2 separate regions of the Capra hircus genome follow, and region 1 is linked to region 2. A link is a contact called in public Hi-C data. All regions are on one chromosome and are shown on one strand. The core of a region is the stretch at or near the end of the contact, and the rest is flanking DNA. Distances in the headings are between cores, read along the strand shown. Region 1 holds the start of KIF3C (kinesin-like protein KIF3C). Region 2 has its middle 21 kb from the start of GAREM2.

Region 1 (4,489 bases), core at 3-2,502, 120 kb after region 2:
TGCAACCCCATGAACTGCAGCATGCCAGGCCTCCCTGTGCCTCACCACCTCCCAGAGTTTGCCCAAGTTCATGTCCATTGCATCAGGGATGCCATACAGACATCTCATCCTCTGATGCCCTCTTTTCCTTCTGCCCTCAATCTTTTCCAGCATCAGGGACTTTTCCAATGAGTCAGCTGTTTGCATCAGGTGACCAAACTACTGGAGCTTCAGCATCAGTCCTTCCAATGAGTATTCAGGATTGATTTCCTTGGAGACTGACTGGTTTGAACTCCTTTTTGTCCAAAGGACTCTTAGGAGTCATCCCCAGCACCACAGTTAGAAGGCATCAATTCTTTGGTGCTCTGCCTTCTTTATGGTCCAGCTTGCACAAACAAATGTGACCACTGGGAAGACCACAGCCTTGACTATACAGACATTTGTTGGCAGAGTGATGTCTCTGCTTCTCTGTTCAAAGGAATGAATGTCTAGAATATAGATTCTCTATAGGAGAGTAGCTGGAAGTGAGGCTGGGAAGTGGCAGGAGTCAGAAGATGGAGAGGCTTTAATACAATATGGAAGGCTGGTGTTGGAGGAGGAGAGGGGACCAGAGTGCATGTGCAGAAAGGATGCTAAGAGAGAATCATCTGGAAGGTGGTTCCAGGAGAGAGAAAAGGAAGGCCAGAAGTAAACCAGGGCAGGGAAAGGAAAAGACAGTCAAGAAGAATTTCTGCGTTAGAATGCCTGGCAACAACCTGAAGGGGAGGTGGGTGACATGTAGGGGTCTGGAGGCAGAAAGGCAGGAGCAGGAGAGGGAGAGGGAGAGAGAGAGAGAGAGAGAGAGAGAGAGAGAGAGAGAGAGAGAGAGAGAATGCTGGCTGTGGAGGAAACAGGTGTGGGCAGTGGATACCCCGCATCCTCCAGCAGCTAGGCTGCAACCTCAACAGTCACTCCGGAGGCTGCAGGCCAGAAAGGGAGGGGCCTCTCGGACTGGAGAAGTCATTAGCAACCTGCCAGAACCGGGTTAACAAAGGCAGGACTACAACTCCCAGCATGCCCCGCCCCAGTGGGGTGACGGCGGGCGGTGGCTGCGCTGCACCCGCCTGGTGGGCGCGGGACCTGGGTCGGCACCGGAGCCTGTCATTCCGGAGGGGGGCGGTCTGCGTGGCGGGGGGGCGGTGCGGGCGGGCGATGCACCCGGGTCCCCAGCGCACTGGCCGCGCCGGGCTCGCGTCTCCCGCCCCGCGGCCCCGCCCTTGCCCCACCCCAGCCGGGCGGTTTAGCTGGGGCCGCAGAGCGGCGGCAACATCACTCTCGCCGCGGCTGCTCCGCCCCATCCCCTTCTGTTTTTCTCTCTCATTCTCCGGTGGCGACGGCGGGGAAGGCGGAGGCAGAGGCTGCAGCAGCCGCGCTGGCTGCAATGAATGATCCCCCAGCTGGGGGAGAGGACTCCAGGTGAGCCTCTGCCCTTGGGAGGGCCGGGACCCCCGGCCCCCCAGAACCTGCAGCACCCTTCCCCCCATCCCCCGCCATGGATCTCTAGAGGAGGAGGACGAGAAGACAGCTCTGCCGCCCACCCCCATCCCATTTTCCTCTTCCTTTATCTCATTGTTGCCGTCGCTGTTTACGGCAGCGCTCCCTCTGCCCCAGCATGGGGCGGGTTCTGGGTACTGCCGTTCGGCAGGCGCTGCTCCCGCGGCTGCCCGGCGATTCTGCCTAATTCTCCCTCCGCAGCCGGTGCAGCGAGGACCGGAGAGCGGTGGAGGCCCGGACTGCAGTAGCGGCGGGGCCAGCTCCCAGCATCTCCACCCTAGGAGGCTGCATGCGGATTGAAGAACGGTGCCTGGGGGCTGGGCCGGCCCCGCTGATCCCGACCTAGGGAGGACAGCAGGACTAACCAGGCTGCGGAGGGGGTCCGGGGGTGGGGGGTGTGCAGGAAGGACAGAGCAGCAAGATGGCCAGTAAAACCAAGGCCAGCGAGGCCCTGAAGGTGGTGGCCCGGTGCCGCCCCCTCAGCCGGAAGGAGGAGGCTGCTGGTCACGAGCAGATCCTGACCATGGACGTGAAACTAGGCCAGGTGACCCTGCGGAACCCCCGCGCTGCCCTGGGGGAGCTGCCCAAGACCTTCACCTTCGATGCCGTGTATGATGCCAGCTCCAAGCAGGCAGACTTGTATGATGAAACCGTGAGGCCCCTGGTAGACTCGGTGCTCCAAGGGTTCAACGGCACCGTCTTTGCCTATGGACAGACAGGCACGGGCAAGACCTACACCATGCAGGGGACCTGGGTGGAGCCCGAGCTCCGCGGGGTCATCCCCAATGCCTTTGAGCATATCTTCACCCACATCTCGCGCTCCCAGAACCAGCAGTACTTGGTCCGGGCCTCCTACCTGGAGATCTACCAGGAGGAGATTCGAGACCTGCTCTCCAAGGAGCCCGGCAAGAGGCTGGAGCTGAAGGAGAACCCTGAGACAGGCGTCTACATCAAGGACCTGTCCTCCTTCGTCACCAAGAATGTCAAGGAGATAGAGCACGTGATGAACCTGGGGAACCAGACCCGGGCAGTGGGCAGCACACACATGAATGAGGTCAGCTCCCGCTCCCATGCCATCTTCGTCATCACCGTGGAGTGCAGTGAGCGTGGCTCCGATGGCCAGGACCACATCCGTGTGGGCAAGCTCAACCTGGTGGACTTGGCTGGTAGCGAGAGGCAGAACAAAGCAGGCCCCAACACCACTGGAGGGACCGCCACACAGCCCACTGGTGGTGGCGGTGGTGGAGGGGGTGGTGGCAGTGGTGGAGAGAGGCCGAAGGAAGCCTCCAAAATCAACCTGTCGCTGTCCGCCCTGGGCAACGTGATCGCTGCTCTCTCGGGTAACAGGAGCACCCACATCCCCTACCGGGACTCCAAGCTGACCCGGTTGCTCCAGGACTCTCTGGGGGGAAATGCCAAGACCATCATGGTGGCCACCCTGGGGCCAGCCTCTCACAGCTACGACGAGAGCCTCTCCACCCTGCGCTTCGCCAACCGGGCCAAGAACATCAAAAACAAGCCCCGGGTAAACGAGGACCCCAAGGACACACTTCTGCGGGAATTCCAGGAGGAGATCGCCCGCCTGAAGGCCCAGCTGGAGAAGAAGGGGATGCTGGGAAAGCGACTCCGCAGGAAGAGCAGCCGCAGGAAGAAGGCCGTGTCAGCCCCAGCCGGGTACCCGGAGGGACCGGTGATCGAGGCCTGGGTAGCCGAAGAGGAGGATGACAACAACAACAACCACCGCCCGCCCCAGCCCATCCTGGAGACAGCCTTGGACAAGAACATGGAGAACTACCTGCAGGAGCAGAAGGAGCGGCTAGAGGAAGAGAAGGCGGCCATCCAGGACGACCGCAGTCTGGTGAGCGAGGAGAAGCAGAAGTTGCTGGAGGAGAAGGAGAAGATGCTGGAAGACCTGCGGCGGGAGCAGGAAGCCACGGAGCTGCTCGCTGCCAAGTACAAGGTAAGAGTCCCCAAGGAAGCAAGGGCTCTCCAGAGGCCCCCAGAGGGATCTGGGCTGGCAGGCTTTGCTTTGAGAATCTGCGGTCTGGCCTGAAGCAAGGTGTCCTGCCCTTCTGCCAAGTGCTCCCCTGGAGAAGCCAGGCAAATTTCTGCGGCTCTGGGCTGCCAGGCAAAGCTGCTGAGGAGCACCTAAAAGGAAACACAGACACACACAGAGCAAAAGCAGGCAGGCAGCCTCGCAAGCCAGTGAGCTTGGGCTGGCCTGACCTGCGGCCTGGCAGTCTCTGCTGGTGGCCTCCAGAACCGGTCAGGCCCATGGACAGCCAGGCAGGCGTTGAGCCTCATTTTGGTGTGGGTTCTCACTCTTGCTTAGCTGCCTCCCTTGTGATGGCCTCCCTTTGCAGCACCATCAGACCTCACGCTGCTTTGATACCTGACATTTGGATAACACTTCACAGTTTCCATAACTGTGTACGTGCTCTCATTTGATCCTTATGGTAGCTATCCGGGGTCCTGGTTGTTAAATCCCTATGTTTACAGATGAGGGGCTAAGGCTCAGAAAAGTGACATGAGGTTCCATCCTACAAAGTAGCAGAGCCAAGCTGGAACCAGTGGCCCTTGGGCCCTTTCAATTCTTGAATGGCAGGGTGGGACTATAAATGGGTCCTGCTCCCTGTGAAGGCAGTCCAGCAGTCCACAGGGCCTATTGCTTGAAAGTTTAGGGAGGAGATCATGCTGAGGGTAGGAGAGCACCTCCGGCTCTACACTGGAAACCTGGAGTCTAGGGCTAGATGTACTGTAGCTCATTGAGTGACCCTGTGTTTATTGTGTCTTCCTTTCCTCAACCCTCAGTTTCCCTTTTTGTAAAATAGAGGGTTGGCCTGGGTGATCTCTGAGGTTCTTCTAATCTGAGCAGCAAACCAGCTAGCTCCCAGTAAGACCCAATTCCCCATTACCCTGAGAGACCTCAGGGCCTCAGCATTCCCACAGCCCAAGGGACACCTCCAGACCCCAGTGG
Region 2 (5,246 bases), core at 308-2,807:
TTTTGTTTCTTTTTTATGAATCCTCATCTTGTGGTTTTTGGATTCAATGTCATCTCTTATCCAAGAATATTAATTAAAGTGAGTTTAGCTTTTTCTTTGATATTCTGCTTTGCTTTCCCTTTATTTCCTTTTTTGGTTTTGTTGTTGTTTTATTTTCTCATTTATGTTAACGTGAAGAACTGAATATTCTGACTGAATGCAAATATGTTAGGTCTGAGTGTCAGGCATGCGGATTTTTATTGATTTGTCTAAACATTTCTGTGTTTGGATGATCTCATATATACTAGGCAGACTAGAAACTTTGCCTATGTCCATCTATCTTGATGACTGGAGACCTTCAACACAGAGTATCTGCAATGAGCCTACCTTTTAGTTGGCAAACCTCCAACAGACAGCATTTGTGAGTCTTTTCTCTTGGGCCAGGTTTCCAGAGAGGACACTCCTAATTTTCGGCCTGGCTGCCAAAATTCTGGGAGAGGGAAGGGATAAGGAAGGAAAGAATCTGAGAGGAGCTCATCGCTCAAAATGCAGATGTTCACGAAAGTCCTGGTATTTGACCCTATGACTCATCCCCACTTTTCTCCGTACCCCGTGTCCTCAAGTCTGGAGGTTCTTCCACTGCATTTCTGCCCATACAAAGCCTCTAGGAAGGGTGGTAGCAACTCCTGGCTGTGAGGGGTGAGCATGGACACCTCAGGATCCCATTATTTCATATACAGACTTTGTAATCATCCCCATTTTTAACCTATTGCCACGTTTATCTTCTCTGCAGTCTCCAGTACCTCTAAATTCTGCAACTTGCGGGATTCAGAAAAAAATCTGCTTTTTATTGACATCCAACACTTAGATTGTAATTTCTTCCCTAGAATAGTTAGCTGTTTTCTATCTCCCACAGGTCAATTTTTGCGTAAATAAATTTTTAAGTTCTCACAGATCTCTTGCCTTTTTTTTCCCAGTCTTTGTAGAATTATACTTTGTAAACTCCTTTACTCCCATCTTTTTGGGGGTTGAGAGAGGGAATTTAATTTTGTGTGGCTGCGTTTCCCATAAATTCTTGAGAATGGATCTCTGACTGATGGGCTTGGGGGAAGTGTCTGGTGTCATAATGAAGAAATGCAGTTCCCAGGAAGGGTCACAAGGTGGCTCCAGCGACTCTGTATTTAATTTAGTTTCTTCACAGCTATAGACAGAAGGGAACCACAGACTCAGAGGATATTTAAACTGGACTGCATTTCTGAGGGCTTCCCAGCTCACTTCCTTTTACAGACAACAGAGATCCATGGGAGTTAACCAGCTTATCCTGTATCTGGAGGTAGTTGCAGGAATAGACTGGGCTTGAATTTTAAAGTTCTTTTAAAGTTATATTTGAAGTTGCCTTTAAATTGGAATACAGATGTGAATGCCTGAAAATGGGGGTGGGAACCAGAAGCCAGTGCAGCAGGAGAAAGATGCAGAAGGAAATCACTGCTTCACTGACCACACGTCCTGAGCTCCTGCCTCGTGGGCAGCCGTGTGCTAAGTACTGTGAAGACTCGAAAGAGAGGAAGGTCCCTGCCTACCAGAGCTTGAAGTCTGGGAAGGAGAGGAGCCAACAGGAAACAATTAACCACAACCCAGGAAGTCTGCAGTACATGTCCAGGGGAAATGTAACTCAAAAGTGCTACAGAAAGAAGTGGGCGGGCACTTCCCTGCTCCAGACTAGGGCATAGCCTTACTGGTGTGACTTGAGTTGGCCTTGGAAGAACAGCCCTTCTCAAACTGGTACGTGCATGAGTTACCACCCAGGGCTATTTCAAAGCAGATTCTAACTCAGTACAGCCAGTGTGTGAGGTGTGTTTTTATGCACACCTGGAACTGAGATTCTGCATTTTTAACAAGCTCCCAGGTGATTCCAAGGTGGCTGACCTTAAGACCACACTTTTTAAGGGTGTAGGCACCGGTTGGTTCAGGAACTTGGCTGCACTTCACACAGGAAGTCAAAAAAACCGTGTCAGTCAGTCTCACCGGAGAAATCGTGTGTTAATTGGCCCGGGGTAAAACTTTGGCACTGGTGTTTTTAAAAGCAGTCCCCCCATATTCTAATATGTAGTAAAGTCTGAATGGCACTGAAACAGGGCACTTATCCTTTTCGTTCATCCAGCACCCAAATCCCCCACCTCTGAGTTACAGCCCACTCTTGTAGCTCAGTCGGTAGGTAAGGAATCTGCCTGCAATTTGGGAGACCTGCCCGGGTTTGATTCCTGGGTAGGAAAGATCCGCTGGAGAAGGAAACAGCAACCCACTCCAGTATTCTTGCCTCAAGAATCCCATGGACAGAGGAGCCTGGCAGGCTACAGCCCACGGGGTCGCAAGAGTTGGACACAACTGAGCGACTAAACCACACTCACTCTGGAAGCTGAAGAGACACTCCCTTTCCCCCACTTGCCTGGAATTCTGGTTCCATCAACCAACCCAGGCTTTGCAGCAAAAGCTACGGAAACAAAGAAACAGGCTGAAATGAGCAAAGATTTTGCATTGGTGGCAGCTGTAGTTTTAGTGAGAATTCTTGGAGTATGATACTCAGCAGCAGGCACTGTAGCACCTTGATAGACCAATTCTGCTAAGCCTGATTGTGAATGTTGGTCTTGGCTGCACAGCCTCTGACTGGTTCTAGTTCCTGCAGACTGTGTACCATTTTAAACACACACAGCATCCTTTATAGGTAAATACAAATTTTAAAACCCACATTGACAATCATGCAGATATGTAATAAGGCGAACACCCTTGTGAACAACATTCATGACCAAGATTTGATTTTACTGTCCCCCAAACCCTGCTGTGTGCCCCCATGATTTTTCACTCCATGACTTAGCGACTAAACCAACCCACCCTAATACCCCTGCCTTTTAGTCATTTCCTTAATGTTCCTTATAGTATGTCTGTACTTCCCTAAACACATTATGGTTTAGTTCTGCTTGTTCTTCCTTTCCATCTTTTGTTAATTTGCCATCTCTCTCTCCCTCTCAGTGAAACTTAATTGAAGAGACTGGATCAGTTGTCCTGTAAAATTTACTAGTCTGGATTTTGTTGATTGATGTAATTTAATATATTCCTGTCAGAGTTCCTATAAAATTGGTAGTCAGATCTAGGTAAGTTTGATCAGAATCAGACGGAGATTTGATTTTTGGTGCGGGGGCGGGGGGGTGGGGGCAGGGGCGGGTGTGTAGGACATGGCCCCAGCATAGAAAGTATTGTGTTCTTGGTCAGAAGATACATAAATATCTGGGTTTCTCTTAACTTGCATTAGAGCCTTTTCCACTTTGTAGTTCAATGACATTTAATATTAGAAGTTCCTGAGTTCTGTGCTACAGATTTTCTTCCTTCGTAACTGTTATTCTCTTTAACTAGGTGCAGCAGGAACACACTACATTTTTGTCTTGGTGCTGGAAGTTTAGGACTTCAGTGTCCCAGCAAAACACTTTCACTTGGAGCACTCATATCCCCTATGTGGCTCTTAACCTTAGGGAGTCATATTGATCTCCTATCAACCTAGGAGATTGGCATAAACTATACCCAGCTGCCTTTTCCTTCCTCCCCTATATTTTGACTTACTTCATTACTACCATTCACTGCTGCAGCCATTAATAAGTAACAGAAGTCCCCTTCAAAGTACATCTCCCCAGAAAGCTAATTAAGATAACTGTGAAAAGCAACCGCATTATCATTTACTTCCAGCCAAGAGGTGGTGTGAGGTAGGAGGAAACAAAACGGACAAGCTGGTAATAACGGGTGATACAGGTTTTAAAGAAGAAAAGCAGTAAACTGAACTAAGCACTTTTCAAGGGCATTGTTCTTTGTGAGAGGTACCAAGGTCGGGCTAAATGGCTACATTAACTCGATAAGATTAAGGCTACACTGGCATTCTTTCTGCCGGCTCCAGCATGTATTTATTACCCCCATTATAATCAGTGTAACAACGAAAGCTTAGGACCTTATCCTGAGAAACTGATATGGTGAAGAAAGTAGGCTGGGCCGTAGCTTGGCTTCAAAATTCCATTCCAGCACCAAGTAGCTGTGCAACCTTAAGCAAATCACTTACCTGAAACAGTTTATTTTGTAAAGTGGGTACTACTTCACCAGGCTGTCGATGACAACCCAAAGAACCTAGAACAGTGCCACAAATACCTAGTCCATTTCCTAGTAGGCAAGAAATACTCCTTCACATAATCCCCCGTACATTAAGCCTGCCCTCTGCCATCATTTTAGTCGGATCTTAACTCAAATTTGAATTAAAATAGCAACCTTGTAGCTGACCTCTAGAATCCTTGTTCCTCTGCTTCCAGCCCATCTGACTTGTTTTCCTCAAACACACTGCAGGGCTCACAGGGACTCCCCATCCCCTCACAGAGTCCAGCTGGATTTCTAGTTTCTCACACAAGCAAAGCGTGTTTCTAATTTGCCTGTGATCCCTTCTTACCCTCCCCTTAGCCCATTCATTCAATCCACGTATCTAAGAACCCAACTCCAGTGCCGCCTCCTTCTAAAACCATCCCAACTATTCTCACCAATTGAATCTGCTCTTCTATTAACACAGCACTTAAAACCACAACTATCTGGCTCTTGTATACATTTGCCTGATTACTAATTCCTTCTGCTTTAAAGGTAAACCTAACAGCAGAGACTATTGTGTCCTTTCCCTATACCAATCCCAAAGACACAATCACAGGCTCCACCTTAAGACATAAAATTCTGTGTTGATGAGAGGTAAACAGGGAAGTATTTAAATTCAGTCTAGGCGATCCTTCCAAAAACTACAGTTATAAGAAAACCTCTGCTATGTCCGTCCAGCAGAGATAATCTTGTCAACAAATGTGTACCTTTATTCATTGACTAATAAGGGCTCGATACAGGATCAAACATTTCTTTCACCAAAAAGCCAAAGTTGTTTCTTATGGTTCACAAAAAAAGTGGGAAACACTTTACATGTTTCAGGTAAGAGGACAGTCACTACTAAAACAAGAATTTCTCCTCAGCATGATAGCCTTACCTTGGTGCCCCTGAGTAATCAGCTGACTCCAGTTGTAGTTGGCACAGTCTAGTAGTGTTGGCTGGCAAGTGACTACAGTTGTGTGTTCTGTCTCGACGCCAGCATGACTCTGCTTCTAAAATGCAGTTTCTTCCAACAATAGCTCTTGAAATTGCCTTCCCAGCTTTCCCTAGTTGAAAAGTTATTCCCCTCTATTTCTGTTCCTCTAATATCCAGTTTG

Evidence for each region. A called contact is a pair of places that touch in the nucleus more often than the background predicts.
Region 1: a Hi-C map of blood shows a contact between it and region 2, with 3 times the contacts expected there. The contact joins the promoter of KIF3C here to the enhancer-like site in region 2. A contact is called at or near these places in 4 of 5 Hi-C or Micro-C datasets (blood and liver).

The regions. Positions count from the first base shown.
Region 1 is chr11:73,171,474-73,175,962 of ARS1.2, forward strand. It overlaps KIF3C (kinesin-like protein KIF3C), which reads left to right and starts at 1,253. Exons shown (of 8, transcript XM_005686937.3): 1 at 1,253-3,472. The coding sequence starts at 1,934.
Region 2 is chr11:73,055,859-73,061,104 of ARS1.2, forward strand. No RefSeq gene overlaps it. Among named protein-coding and RNA genes, the nearest start is that of GAREM2, 21 kb to the left of the region's middle. Within about 2 kb of position 1,558, at least 3 of the 5 cell types and tissues checked have an H3K27ac peak or open chromatin away from gene starts, as enhancers often do.